Regions from separate parts of the Gossypium hirsutum genome. Here region 1 is linked to region 2. A link is a contact called in public Hi-C data. All regions are on one chromosome and are shown on one strand. Each heading gives the region's core, a stretch centred on a gene start, on an enhancer-like site or on the middle of the called end of the contact. The rest is flanking DNA. Distances are from core to core; before and after follow the strand shown. Region 1 holds the start of LOC121212512 (ATPase family AAA domain-containing protein 3A homolog). Region 2 holds the start of LOC107895353 (UDP-glycosyltransferase 73C1).

Region 1 (7,389 bases), core at 2,614-5,113, 380 kb before region 2:
GTTTTGAAGTCAATATATCTTTTTATAATGTGGGTTTTTTTTGAAGATTTGGGTACTAGGGTTTTGAATAATTTTGATGCTATTAGAAAATGTCCAGATCATTCATTAGATCTACATGAAGTTCTGTGGATAAATCCTAGGGAAGAAAGTGAAAGCAGCAAAAAGCCAGATATTTAGTTTTCTAATTAAGGATGATGGGGCAAATCATATATTTTTCTCTGTTTGATTATCTTGCAACATATATTTCGTTTTGAGGCATTTGGGAATCCTTTTTTTTTTGGAAGATTACATGGAAGAAATCTTATGCGGAAATTCTGCATCTATGGTGGTTGCATTTAGGCATTAACTTTTGCAGACATTTATTCAAGATGTAAATTTTTTGTGTTTTGAAGGTTTGGTGAAAATGGAAAAAGAATTGATGGATAAAGTTAGTGCCTTTGGTGAACGCATCAAGGTTGAAGGAGCTGAGTTGGGCAGAAAGATGAGCGCTGGCATGAGCTCAATGAGCTTTATGGTGAAGGAACTCTTCCAAGGCCCGAACCCAACTGATAAGCTTCTTGAGGATGCTACATCTGAGGCCCTTGACGAGCCTGACTGGGCCTTGAATCTTGATATTTGTGACATGGTCAATCATGAAAAAGTGAACAGTGTTGAATTGATCCGTGGCATAAAGCGGAGGATAATGTTGAAGAGCCCTCGGGTTCAATACTTATCCATGGTCTTGCTTGAAACTTTTGTCAAGAATTGTGAGAAGGCATTCTCGGAGGTGGCAGCTGAAGGGGTTCTTGGTGAGATGGTTAAGTTAATTGATGATCCTCAAACTGTTGTCAATAATCGGAATAAAGCTTTAATTCTTATTGAAGCTTGGGGGGAGTCAACCAGTGAGCTCCGCTATTTACCTGTTTTTGAAGAAACTTACAAGGTAACAGCATAAACTATTTATCTAGTTCTTTGCAGCTGTGGAAGTGAGTTGAGAAAATATGATCATATAATTTTGTTCACTAGGTTTCCTGAGGTGTGTATCTGAGTGAAAGTCATGTCAAATCTATTCCTTTGATTGCTATTACAGCCTTGGAATCGTAGTTAATTTAGGAATTAACTTACAAAACTTCATTCAATCATGGAATTGGAGTTTTTTCCGTTAAAGGAAAAACTATATTATTGTTTATTTTGTTTAGTCGCTTGAAATATAAGATCAATTCATATGATCCTTGAATAAGCATTGTCAAACAATTAAATTCATTGCTAGTAACGTATGGAATTGGAATTTTTCCCGTAAAAGGGGAAAAAAAATTGTTTTTTTTGTTTAGTTGCTTGAAATATGAGATCAATTCGTATGATCCTTGAATAAGCTTTGTCAAACAATTAAATTCTTGGCTAGTAACATTTGTCTGCATCAATGTCTCTTGAGCAATTTGTGCTTTGTGTTACATTAGGATTTAGCATGCACTCTAAAATATGCAGTGCAATGTAGCTGTGAAAGATAAGCCTTTTCTTGTGGCTTGTCGATTGATGAATTTTAAGATTTTCTCCAATGATCCTTTTTTTTTTCCTCTGTAGAGTTTAAAATCAAGGGGTATTCGCTTTCCTGGTCGTGATAATGAGAGTTTGGCACCTATTTTTACCCCTGCTCGTTCAGTTTCAGCGGCAGAAGTGGATGCCAGTCTTGCACAGCAGCTACAGCGTGATGTGCAGCTTCAGCATGATACTACTGTTCCAAGCTTTTCTGCTGAACAAACAAAGGAAGCATTTGATGTGGCAAGAAACTGCATTGAGCTTCTTTCAACTGTGTTATCCTCATCACCCCAACAAGATGCTCTTGAGGTATTATCGTCTTCTTTATTATACTTTTTAGTTGCTAATTTCATGTACCAATAAATTATGCTTTGTTCTCTGCTGCCAAGTAACAAGCCTTAAAAATTGAGTTTTGGCGTAATGAGTCATTCCTTTGTTTAATGATATTCAGTCTGTTCGGTGCAGTGAGCCTTTATTGTGCAAAAGCTCATTTTATTTGTCAGTCAATATTTTTTCCTTTTTCCCTGTTTTCAAGGAGGAAATTACTTCCCTTTTAGATCTCTTAGATCTTTCAGTTATCTGTTTATGATCTGTATCAGACAGTCGCACTTGAAGGCTTGTAGCTAATGCATGTTAAATCTCCTCCTCAATAATTAATACTGATGAGAATGCTGACGTGTGCAACAGTACCAAGTTTTCACTTTAAAGTTTGAAGGGGATGTCTTCGACTTGTTTTGCTTGCTCTGCAGCTGGTAAATTAAAATTAATGCTTTGTGATAAGATGACTCAGCAGATTAGGTTTAAATTTACTTGGTTTATTTGGTGACTGTTGATGGTAAGTTGGGCTTATTTTGATGATCATTGACAATGTGACATATAGATGACAGTTTCACAATACATGTAGTTCGATTCCAGTTAAGACTCAGATGATAATGATGTCATTCTTTAAGGTCCCAGTAATTTTTGTGTGTTTGATGTCAGGATGACCTGACAACCACGCTTGTCCAACAATGTTGTCAGTCCCAGTCCACTGTTCTAAGAATCATTGAGACTGCTGGAGATAACGAGGCCCTGCTTTTTGAAGCTTTGAATGTGAATGATGAGATCCAGAAAGCTCTCTCAAAGTATGAAGAGTTGAAGAAGCCATCAGTAGTTCGTCACGAGCCAGAACCCGCAATGATTCCTGTGGCTGTTGAACCTGGTGATTCGCCCCGTCATACAAACGAAGATGCCTTTATTAGGAAAACAAGTACTCGACATGGAACACATGGCGGAAGCAATGATGACATGATGGATGATCTGGATGAAATGATTTTTGGTAAGAAAGGTGGGGGTTCATCTGAAAGGGGGCAAGATTTAAAGAAGCAGCAAGCATCTAAAGATGATCTAATCACATTCTGATTCCATAATATTAGGACGGAAGGCCTATGCCGGGCCATTGTAGCCATTTATTCGAAGTTAGGAAGTAAAAACACATGAGAAGATTGTTGACTTTTTCTTTGGTATACTAGGATTGGATTGGATTGGATTGGTTGTCCCTGCAAATTATGTGTAAGTAAATTCATGTCTGGATTTGTTTACTTGAATATTTGATGAGTAGAGAGTATACATGGATGGGATGGCTCTCATATCCATGACTTGATATCTGCTGCATTCAATTAACATTAATTCTTTTGCCATGAGATTGAAATTACAGTTGTGATATGTATATTTGAATGCAAAAACAGGGATGGTGATGTGATGACTCCAAAATTATGGACATTGGATTAAATTTTCAATGGAAATTTTAGATTATTTGATTTTCATGTCAAATATATTATCAAATAAAAATGTCTCCATTATATTAAAGAATATTATATATTTTTGTGCTTCAACAAGCTTAGATGCAATCACTATAATTTACAGTAACGGTTAGATCATTCAGTTACTCTTAAAATTGTGATATTAAACCGTACCGTGTTTAGTTAGGTTATCGGTTTGATTGGTTCAATCAGTTTGATTAAAAATTAGAAAGATAAAATTAAATTAAAAATATGGTTAAATTGTTTCCTTCAATTGATTTTTTATTCGGCTCAATCGGTATATATTGGTCCTGAGTCAATTGATTCAAAATTTTTATTGGATTGATATCTAATTAATTTTCAATTTAACCAATCTGATTGACCATTCGAGTTCGATTCAAACAATATTATAGTGCAACTTTATATTTTTTTCCACATTTAGAAATGAAATAAACCTTCAAATATTCCTTAGATAATATTTTTACTAGTTTAATATTTCGCTTGCAATATTTGGTCTCAAAAGTTTGGCCGAGTTCTATACTCGGTTCAACCGAAATTTGGTACAATGAAAAGGAGGAAAAGTATAAAACCAGCCGAAAAAATATGCCATTCCAATTTCGACTCCTTAGAGCACAAACCCTACCAAAACCCTGCCCTTTGGTCTTTGTTTGCCTTCTCATTTTCTCAGTGAATTCTTTCTTTTTCTTTTAAAGGATTAGAGAATATTATTTGAAATTTCTTGCTGTTCAAGCCAGTAAATTGTGATAAAAAGGGTTTTGAAGTTAAACCCAAAACCCACATTTAAAAAAAAAAATTTCTGGTTCAAAACAAAAATGGATCCAACCAAATAAGGCAAATGAATAAGAGGTGCCTGGCCATATAAGGCTTCATATGCAGTAGTCTGGATTGCAGAATGAAATGTGGTGTTGTACCACATTCTGCTAATGACAACTAAATGGCCCATTCAGAGGGTTTCTCTCTTGTCGTGCGTCGGAGGTAACCTTCCAAATATTTGTTCAAAATCTCTGTTTGACCATCTTTTGTGGATGGTATGCAGTAGATAAGTGGAGTTTAGTGCCGAAATGCTTGAAAAGTTGTTGCCAAAAATGACCAAGGAAGTCTCGATCTGAAACAATCGACTCAGGAGCTCCATGTAGTTTATAGACCTGATCCAAATAAACTTGAGCCCCTGTGGTAGCAGTATATGGATGTGCCAAAGCCATGAAGTTGCCATATTTGGTCAACCTGTCTACAATCACTATAATGGCTGTTTTACCCTTGGACACTGGTAGTCCCTCGATGAAGTCCATGCTGATGGCAGCCCATGCTCGATCAGGAGTAGGTAATGGTGTTAACAAGTTAGGATAGGCAGCATTGTACTTTTGCACTTTTGGCAAATAGAGTATTCACACACCCATGTTTTGACACATTTTGAAAGCTTTTCCAGTAGAGAAAACCTACTATTCTTTGCCTCGTGGCATGTATTCCAGAATGCCCGCCAATTGCTTCCCCATGAAAAAGTTAGAAGATGGCCTTTCTTAATTCCAACAGGTTCCCTACAATTACTTTCCCTTTCCTTCGAAGAATTGTACCATCCAAGAGTATTTAGGGTGGGAATGAGGTTGTTATTGCACCTCCTTACACGCTTTTTGCAAAATGGGATCTTTTTTACCAGCTTGTATGATTTGTTCCCATAGCTCAGACTAAGATAAAGTACTGCTGCCTGTACATTGAAATAATTGGACCTCAACAACACAGTTTTCTTGAAAGAGCATCAACAACAATATTTTGAATCCCCCTTCGATAAATGATGGAGTAATCATACCCTAACATTTTGGCAACCCACCTCTGTTAAAAAGGGGTGATTGCTTTCTCCTCTGAGAGAAACTTCAAGGTTTGGTGGTCTGTTTTAATTAAAAATTGTTTTCCTACTAAATATGGATGCCATTTTTTAACTGCTAGAAAGGGTTGCGAGCATTTCTTGTTATATATAGATAGAGCCTGATGGTTGATGCCTAAAGCTTTGCTGAAGAAGGCTACTGGTTTCCCTTGTTGCTGAAGTATTGCCCCAACTCCTATAGCACTAGCATCAGTCTCCACACAGGAAAGTTTCTGAAAATCAGGTAGACTCAACACTGGTGCTTGACAAATGGCTTCTTTGAGCTCTTGAAAAGCCTTCTGCATCTCCTCAGTCTACTGCCATATAACATTTTTCTTCAATAAATTGGTATGTGGTTTGGCTAGAACTCCATAACCCTTGATAAACCTTTTATAATACCCTGACAGTCCTAAGAAGCCTCTCAATTCCTTGATGGATTGTGGTGGAGGCTAATTAAGAACCCCTTTTACCTTAGAGGAATCTATGCTCACTGTGCCACCAGAAATGACATGGCCTAGATACTCCACTTGACTAGTGCCAAACTGACATTTGCTCATTTTAGCAAATGACTAGTTGCTTCTCAATAGCTGTAATACTTCCCTCAAGTGTTGTAGGTGCATTGTCCAGTCCTTAGAATAGACTAAGAAATGATGCCAATCCAGTGCTTTACCATCAAGATGTAGCATAACCACTCTAACTTTTGCTTGCTCACTTACTTCCTAAGCTTCAAAAAATTGGTCCAGCTTTGCCCACCAACCTCTGAAATCTGTTCCATCAAATCAAGGACATTCCAGTTTATAAGGCTTGCCAATCATGTCCATAAGATTGATACGAGTTGGAGTTCCTATATTCGACAGATCTGCTAAGGGAGAAATAGCTATATGCTCTTTTGTAGAAATCCCAGGTGGGGAACTGCCCAATATGCCCTTGCCATTGTCCATAGGTGTTCCAGTAGTTGTGGGAGAAGAATATGGCCCAAAATATTGCTCGAAAAGGGAATGAAGTTCAGTACAAATCTCACCTTTCACAGTCTCATGAAACTCCTTAAGGTATGAGTCAATCTTGGAATTAATCTCCATGTGCAGCTGGGACAGATCTTGTTGTATCATGCTCATTTTCTTCTGTAATCTGGTGGTGATTTCCTCGTTGGCCATGAGAATCGAGTAGCTCTAATACCTTTGTCACAATCAAAGAAAGAAAAATCCATTAGAGACAAGAAGAATGGAAGAAAAAGTTAGAAAGAAGCGAAAAAATTATAAGAGAAAAACTGTATTATAAATTCATAAACTCCTTTACACTGTTTGTTTCTGTTTTTAGTGCGTGTAATTGTCTCAGAAACAACCTGGCAACAACCCTCCAGGTGTTTCCAAAACGACTCATCTTAATAAAGGGCTAAAAACACTCAACGCAACATTTTAAAGTTTCAGCCCTTCCTCCCTAAAAGACTCTGTATAATTGCAATTAAAACAAGTAAAGAAAGGCAGCGTTTTACATGCCATTTAAACTAACAAAAATAACAGAAATGAAAAACATTTGTAGTAGTTGATTAGTGTCTCGGTCTTGTCTATAACATCTTCTCCTAGACAATTGCAATCACAGCCGTCGGCAGCTACGGCTGATAATGAGGCTTCTAGGGGTGTTAGGGTTAGGAATCATAATCCCAGGACATTTTTGGCTGGCTTTGATCCCCAGGCTTTGGAGAAAGGAGCCAAGGCCTTGGGGGAAATCAACAGCTCCTCTAATGCTAAAAAGGTTTCTTCACATTTGCATACCATAATGCCTTTTTTTAAATATTATTTTCGCTTGTTTTAGAGGAGGGTTGAGTTTTACATTTCCTGTTTGGTTATTCATTTTGTGGTGCTAATGGCTTCTTGTTGTTGCAGGCTTTTGAACTTATGAAGAAGCAAGAAGAGACAAGGCAGGCTGAGGTGGCTGCAAGAGCTGCAGAGTTTAAGGCAATGCAAGCCCAAGCTGAAACTGTAAGATCTCTTCTGGAATCCTCTCCTCATGTTTGTACCTTGACAGTTAATTAATTAATGTAGATGTTGGTTTAGAGATTAAGTTCGAAATTGCAAATTGTTCCTTAATAACATCAAGGCCAATCTGCTCGATTGTATTTATAAGGTTGGGGACAGTGACATTATTAGTCTTATTGTTTCTTCTCGAATCTTTTAAGCGTGGGAATCCCATTTTAAGTTGTAAGTTGCAACCAGG
Region 2 (7,269 bases), core at 2,751-5,250:
CCTTCATCAGAGAGACCTTCAACCTCGATTGTAGAAAATGGAGTTGTCCCTGATTGTGAGTTGCATCCAGAAATGAATTTTGAATTGTCAGATACTGCTACGCTTGAGCAACGCCGGGCTTACAAGATTGAACTCCAAGTCGGTAATTTTTTTATGTTGGGATAAGTATGAGTGGTTCTTCAAGTAGCAGTTACTTATCTAGTACTGAAACTGTCACAGAGGGCCGCCTAAATATATCATTATAATTTGCCGTATTACTATTGACTTCTCTTAAGTCATGTAATTTTATGTAGCGTAATTTTATGTGTAGCTCTCATTTTCTTTTACAAGCTTAGTTTTACTGACCAACTTTACTGGGTTAAATGCAGAAAGGTGGCTCATTATTTAACAGGAATCCTTCCAAAGGCATCAAGTTTCTTATAAATATATGCAGATGAGAGCTTTATTGCCTGATAGACCACGCTTTTCTTCAGCCAAGTTAAATAGTTGCATGACTATTTCATTCTTGAGATATTCCAATGGAAGCACAAAGTGTTTCTGATCCACATTGTATACAACAAAATCGCCCTACTCAATTGTTGTCGACGTGTTGCAACTGTTTGCGCCAGTATCTAAGGTGGCACTTGATGGTGTGATCCTCTTTCTCCTGATTGTAGCCATTTTTTGCCATTTTCTTACTAACTTGATAAGCTTCTTAGCGCTGACCATCTTGCTTTGCTCTAAGGTTAATAGGAAAGAACTCCAAGATTTAGGCTTGAAACTCTTCTAGATATAAAGCAATGGAAATTTGATGAATATATAACTAGAAGGTGAGAGACAGTCCCTTTAATGAACAGTACAATACCGGTATTCATTGGAAACAAAGACGTGGTAGGTAGATATGTATAGTCTGCAAGGTGACCATGTTTGTTTTTATTGGATGATTAACCCCCAGCAAAGTTGATCATATATAGAAGTTCATATATACATCTTTATGTAACTTCCAAGTGGTTTAACAACAATAAGGTCCAGTAATGAAAGTGGTCAGATGATCCACATGTTCTGGATTGATGAGTTTTTATGATTTCTGAAACAGATTTTGCCCCTTAAAGATTGTTTATCTCTAGGCTGTTATGCTTTTAAATTGTCTTTTGTCTAAATCTACTCCGCATTTATCTGTCTGTTAATTGCTTTAAGAGATTATGGGGTCAAATATATGCTTAAATCTGTTTGAGCTGCCTTTTCTTGATAACTATTATAACTAGATAGACATAAAAAATATATGGTAAAAAGAACTCTTCAATTCCTCTCAATTTCGAATTGAGCAAATTGGTCCTTCTAAGAAAATCAAAGCAATTTATTTCCTATCAATTTCGAAGGTTAGAAATTAAGGACAATTAATCATAGAGTTAATGTTTTCATGGATTATACATGATTTTGATTGGTCTAATAACAAATTTAGCCCTTATTGTTAATACATTCTATCAATTGGGTCCTAATTTAATAAATTTATCTTGCAACATTTGTGTAAATTTTGAAGTTGAATTTATTGAATTTTCCTGATATTGGCTATGAATTGAGCTTGCATGCTTCCTCACAACCATCTTCTTCTAAGCCAGGTAAATCTATTGAAGATTTAGTTGAGCCTTTCGCTAATACAGCTCAACGTTTGCAGGCAAACATGGAGAACCACTTTCAGAACATAGAAAATCAAATCAATCAACGTACAATTTTAGTGTAGTAGATTAGAAACTCAAGAAGTTGACCAAGAGGTGGTCGCTCTCAAGGAATTAACACTGAATTTCTGAATAATTACACAATATGCATACTTATGTAGCTTTTTGATAGTATAATGACATGATAGAATGTGATTACAATATTGTAACTTTTTGATGTTGTAAAATTTTATAACATATGAATTATGACATATAAACTAATGAAATCATGTAACTTTTTGTTAGTATATGAATATTATATTTGGATCTGAAATATAATTCTCAAGTTATTTATTCTTCTAATATTTTGTTTATAATTAAATTATTTGTTTCAGTAATGATATTTTAGCACATTAAATATGTATTACAGTTTAAAAATAATAAAGTAGATTATATATTATTTTTTTAGTATTATATATTATGATTTTTTAATTCATATAATAATAATTATATTAATAATGTTATTAAATTACATATTATTTTATTAAATTATATTTAATAATAATTATGTTAAAATATGGTTAAATTATTTTTTTAATAAAATATATTTAATAATAATTTTATTAAAATTTAATAACAATAACAATAATTATCTACCTTAACAAAAAATTCTACTAAGGGTATTCTGGTCGTTTTAGTTTTTTTCCTTATGCTATTACAACATCATTCTATTTAACCAAATACAAGAATACTATTACAGTTCTATTCTATTCCATTCAATCAAACAGTTAAATTACTTATTACAGCTCTATTCCATTACAGCTCTATTTAATTACAACCCTATTCCATTACAACCAACCAAACGTACTGTAAGAGTTTTGAGAGATGCTAGGAGTATTTATAGAAGTGATGGTTCCATATGGTTTCTTATTGAGGAGAGTGTACCTATTAATAGCAGGTGGCCTAACAAAAGGTCCAATTAATTGGTTAAGGGCAGGTGGTCCCTCCCGTGGATGATATAAAGCATGTGAGTAGTTGGTCATAGAATGACCATCCAGACGGTATAAGGTTGAGGGTCGTTCACGAGTGCCTCTCCAATCGCTTCTCATAATTCTCTGTGTCCCACTCGAGGTAGGGTTTAAGAATTAATGTAAGTTTGTATTTGACGTTAGAAGACTATTTTTTTTCTTTTTATTACATATTCAAATTGTTCATAGAGTAAGTATGCATGTTAAATTTAAACTGTTTACTAAACTGACAAAATGACTTGATTGATATAATATTAATACTTTAAAGATTCAATTATAATGTTGAAAAAGTTTCAAACAATTTAAATTTTAAACCATAATTTGTAAAGTCTAATGCAAGTATATCTGTCTAACTTATAAAATTTAAAAGTTTCATAGACTTTATTCGTTTTTAGGGTTAAATATTAAAATTATACATAAATTTTGATTCAAAATGTAATTTGATATATAAATTTTAATTTGAAAAGATTCTACGAATTGAATTTTGATTTTGATTCAATCATATATATATTTTTTTAAAAATACATCAATTTATTTCCATATTAGATAAATATAATTATTTTTGCATACAATATTTAGACATAAAATGATATTATATCGATAATGATGTTATGATTTATAAAAATTGAATCAAAATAATATTTCATATATAAAATTATACAAAATCAAAATTTATGTATAGAATTACAAATTTAGTCTTTAGATATGATTTTAAACTTTTATTTTATTTTATTTTTCTCATTTTTGTTAAAAGTTTTTTCAATTAACAAACTATTGACGAGTTTTAAGGTGGGATTTAAAAAAAAAAGCTTTTCATGACACCTAATTATATAAAAATTAATGTTATATAAATTAAATCAAATAAAAATTAATATTATTTGAATTGCATCGATTAGATTAAAAATTGTACCTAAATTATTATTCAATCACATAAAACATAACTCTTTTACGCAAATTAATAGAAGCCTTTAATATTTTGTGTAAATTACAAAATACAGAAAAAGTGGGGATCTCTGAGGAGGCAGTGGCCATCAGTCCTTGGGAAATTCGATTCAAGAAGACAACTTGACTGCTCCAGCCGACAGTCACATTAACAGAAGTGACAAGGAAGCTGCTTAGATTTTAATTCCCGGTTAGAACTTCGAGAATACAGGGGAAAGTTCAAAGATGGGTTGCAATCCAAAGATGCCATTCAAATTGAGCCCAATAATGGGACGGAAGGAGACTCTAGAATGGACAATGTAAATGTGGGCCTTAACTTTTTGAAGGCCCATCTGATGAGTTACGGATCCGGATAATGACTGTTTAGTGGGTCATGAGCATGATGGCTTGGATGAGGCACTATTGTCAGCCATAACCAAAACTAAGGTGAGGAAGATTCGTTAACAGCTGGGTATTTGTGAGGCCAAGATAATTACAAAGAGAGGAAGAGGGAGACCGCCTGAGAAGAAGAAAGGATCTGGGAAGTGGCCAAAACAATCCAAAGTGGTGAACGACTCGCTCTCCGACTCAGATTTCATCGATCGAAGGAGAGTCATCCGTAAAGAAGCTGAGGAAGCTTGGGAAGTGGGAAAAATCTTGGGTCTGAGGGCTAGCTGCAGTGATGAGGTCGTTATTTCAGAATTCATAAGGCTAGAAGAAGCGTGGGACTTGTAGAGTAAGGGATTTTGGTAAACTCTTGGGGCTTCAAGCAAGGGGAATTGAAGAAGAGGTTGTGAGAGAGTTGTTTCGCTATTGCAGAAAGGCCAGCCTTGATGTAGGACGTTGGGGGAACTTGAAGGTTCGGGTTTGAAAGAGGTGTCGTGCATTGTTCTTTAATGGAAAGGTCGATCAAAATTTTGATTGTGTGCTGGTCAAATTTTTGTCCTTGTGAGATTGAGGAGCAAAAAGGTATTTGACTTATGTTGTGAATATGAATGTCAGTGTTGGTATCATTTGTGCTTTGGGGTGAAGACTTTTTTTTTTCCCTTCTTCTTATTTGATGAGCCGAACAGTTTTAATGGTTTTACCAACGAATGGAAATTGACTTGCAGTGGTTGACTCTCATTAAGGGTCTTTTTAGCAGAGATATCATATATTCTCCTCCGATCATGCGTTAAAGTCCTCTGGACTGATATGTTTTTATGCCAATGAAGTTGTATCTGGAAGGGTCAGCCTTTGAAGCTTTAGAGAGAGTGATGACAGAATTGGACCAAAATGTGGCTACATCTTTTATGTGAGGCGTTTATTGGGGCTCTGTGGTGATTTGGCTATGATGCTTTTGCTGTTTGAGGCGAGGACTGATCCTATTTTTGGTTTATTCATGCTTGAAGAGCTTGTTTTCCTTGAATTGGAAGCAATCTGATTTTGATGAAAAAATTGATTAGGAACATGATGGTTCTTTTAAATGAGAATCAGCCTCGGAAGTGATGGTGATATCTAGCTTAGTTGAGGTTTTGGCTTCTCAGTATCATTTGTTGCTTAATTTTCTTGGCTTGGTGTTTCTATGGCAAACCTCTGTGATGTGGCCAATTGCGTTAAAAGAGTGGCTAAAGATTCTTTTTTTTTTTTATTTGAGGCGATCTTCTGTAGCTTTGAAATTCCTAATTTATTAATAATATTATTAATTTACCGAGAAAAAAAAACATGACTCAGTAACACAAATAGACAAATTGAATAATGTTTTATATAAGATTAATTACAGAAAATATTAAAACTTTCATCAAAGTTGATTTCGTGTAGGATTTGATGGCTACTTACAAATCAATATGCCAGTCTTGGTCTGCCATGTTCCCTATTTTTTATACGAAATTAGCCACCCAGCACTTCACTTACAATCATAATTTCACAAATGAGAAAAAGCCTAACTCACTTTTTCTACATAAATAGACAAAAATGCTTATGTATGCCCTTATGTCACCTCCTCAATCCTTTCTTTCGCTTGCCTTTTTTTCTTATATACAATATAAATAAATTAAAATATCTCAAATATAATAAAAAAACATCAAAATTTATATCAGTATATAAAACCAGACTTATGGTTTAGTTTTTGACAGTTTCGATGGCGACTCCTACTCAAGAGGAGCAGCAGCTTCACTTTGTGGTGTTTCCCTTCATGTCTCAAGGCCATATGGCCCCTATGATTGACATTGCTAGATTGCTGGCACAGCGAGGCGTGATCGTAACCATCATTACAACGCCTCAAAAGGCAGCTAGGTTCAAGGCAACCCTCGATCGTGCCATGGAATCGGGGCTCTTCATCCGTCTACTTGAGGTACAGTTTCCATGTGCTGAATTTGGATTGCCAGAAGGGTGCGAGAGCTTCGACATGCTGCCTTCCTTTAGCTTAGCCTGGAATTTCTACCAAGCTACCGACGCGCTTGAAACGCCAGTTAAAAAACTGTTACCTGAGCTAACGCCAAGCCCCAACTGTATCCTTTCTGATGTGTTGTTTGCGTTCACACTCGACATTGCCAACCAGTTTCAGATTCCGAGGATCGTGTTCCATGGAGTTTGTTGCTTTCGTCTTGTTTGTCTCCATAATTTACGCATCTCCAACGTTCTTGACCACGTTTCCTCAGAGACGGAGTACTTCGTCGTGCCTAACATGCCCCACAAAGTTGAGTTCACTAAATGCCAGGTCACACAAGTTATGGCTGAAAACCTCAAGCAATTTTCGGAGGAACGGAAGAAGGCGGATCTCGAGTCTTACGGCGTCATCATAAACTCTTTCGAAGAGATGGAGCCCGAATATGTTAAGGAATACAAGAAGGCAAGGGAGGACAAAGTATGGTGCATTGGTCCGGTTTCTCTATGTAACAAGGATGCCATGGATAAAGCTCAGAGAGGCAACAAGGCCTCGGTTGATGAACAAGAGTTCTTGAGATGGCTTGATTCTCAAAAACCAGGTACCGTAATCTATGCCTGTCTGGGAAGCATATCGAACTTGACGCCCTCACAATTGATACAACTCGGTTTAGGCCTGGAGGCATCGAATAGGCCGTTTATATGGGTTATAAGAGCAAGTGATGCATCGAATGATGTAGACACCTGGATTTCAGAGGACGGTTTCGAGGAAAGAACGAAAGGAAGAGGGCTTGTGATCCGGGGTTGGGCACCGCAAGTACTAATACTATCGCATCAGGCCATCGGAGGGTTCTTAACTCATTGCGGTTGGAACTCAACAATCGAAGGCATCTCTGCCGGTGTTCCATTGATAACTTGGCCCCTATTTGCTGATCAGTTTGCCAATGAGAAACTGGCTGTACAAATAGTTGAAATCGGAGTGAGGGTGGGAGTAGAGGAGCCAATGAGGTGGGGAGAAGAAGAGAAAATTGGAGTATTAGTGAAGAAAGAAGATGTTAAAGAGGCTATTGAAAAGCTGATGGATGAAGGAGAGGAAGGAGAAGAGAGAAGGAAAAGAGCTAAGAGACTTGGAGAGATGGCAAATAAGGCTGTTGAGATAGGGGGATCTTCCCACCTCCACATTTCACGGTTAATCCAAGATATCAGGCAAAGGGCTAATGAGAGGAAGCAACTTAGCACCTGAAATGAAGCGGCAACCTAAATCTCCATACTCCAAAAGAGCTTAGGGAGTCACTTCATGGTCACTTATATGAATCGCTATG

The links. Hi-C and Micro-C count contacts between places; a contact is called where the count stands out from the background.
Region 1: a Hi-C map of leaf shows a contact between it and region 2, with 2.3 times the contacts expected there. The contact joins the promoter of LOC121212512 here to the promoter of LOC107895353 in region 2. A contact is called at or near these places in 6 of 34 Hi-C or Micro-C datasets (hypocotyl and leaf).

What each region holds. Positions count from the first base shown.
Region 1 is chrA13:100,217,077-100,224,465 of Gossypium_hirsutum_v2.1, reverse strand. It overlaps LOC121212512 (ATPase family AAA domain-containing protein 3A homolog), which reads left to right and starts at 3,863. Exons shown (of 4, transcript XM_041085417.1): 1 at 3,863-6,224; 2 at 7,059-7,154. The coding sequence starts at 6,057. It overlaps LOC107920152 (TOM1-like protein 1), which reads left to right. Exons shown (of 4, transcript XM_041085418.1): 2 at 393-922; 3 at 1,561-1,824; 4 at 2,497-3,159. The coding sequence starts at 404. The coding sequence ends at 2,916.
Region 2 is chrA13:99,840,422-99,847,690 of Gossypium_hirsutum_v2.1, reverse strand. It overlaps LOC107895353 (UDP-glycosyltransferase 73C1), which reads left to right and starts at 4,000. Exons shown (of 1, transcript XM_016820665.2): 1 at 4,000-7,269. The coding sequence starts at 5,703. The coding sequence ends at 7,190. LOC107895355 (a long non-coding RNA gene) reads left to right here. Exons shown (of 4, transcript XR_001683494.2): 3 at 1-809; 4 at 1,655-1,965.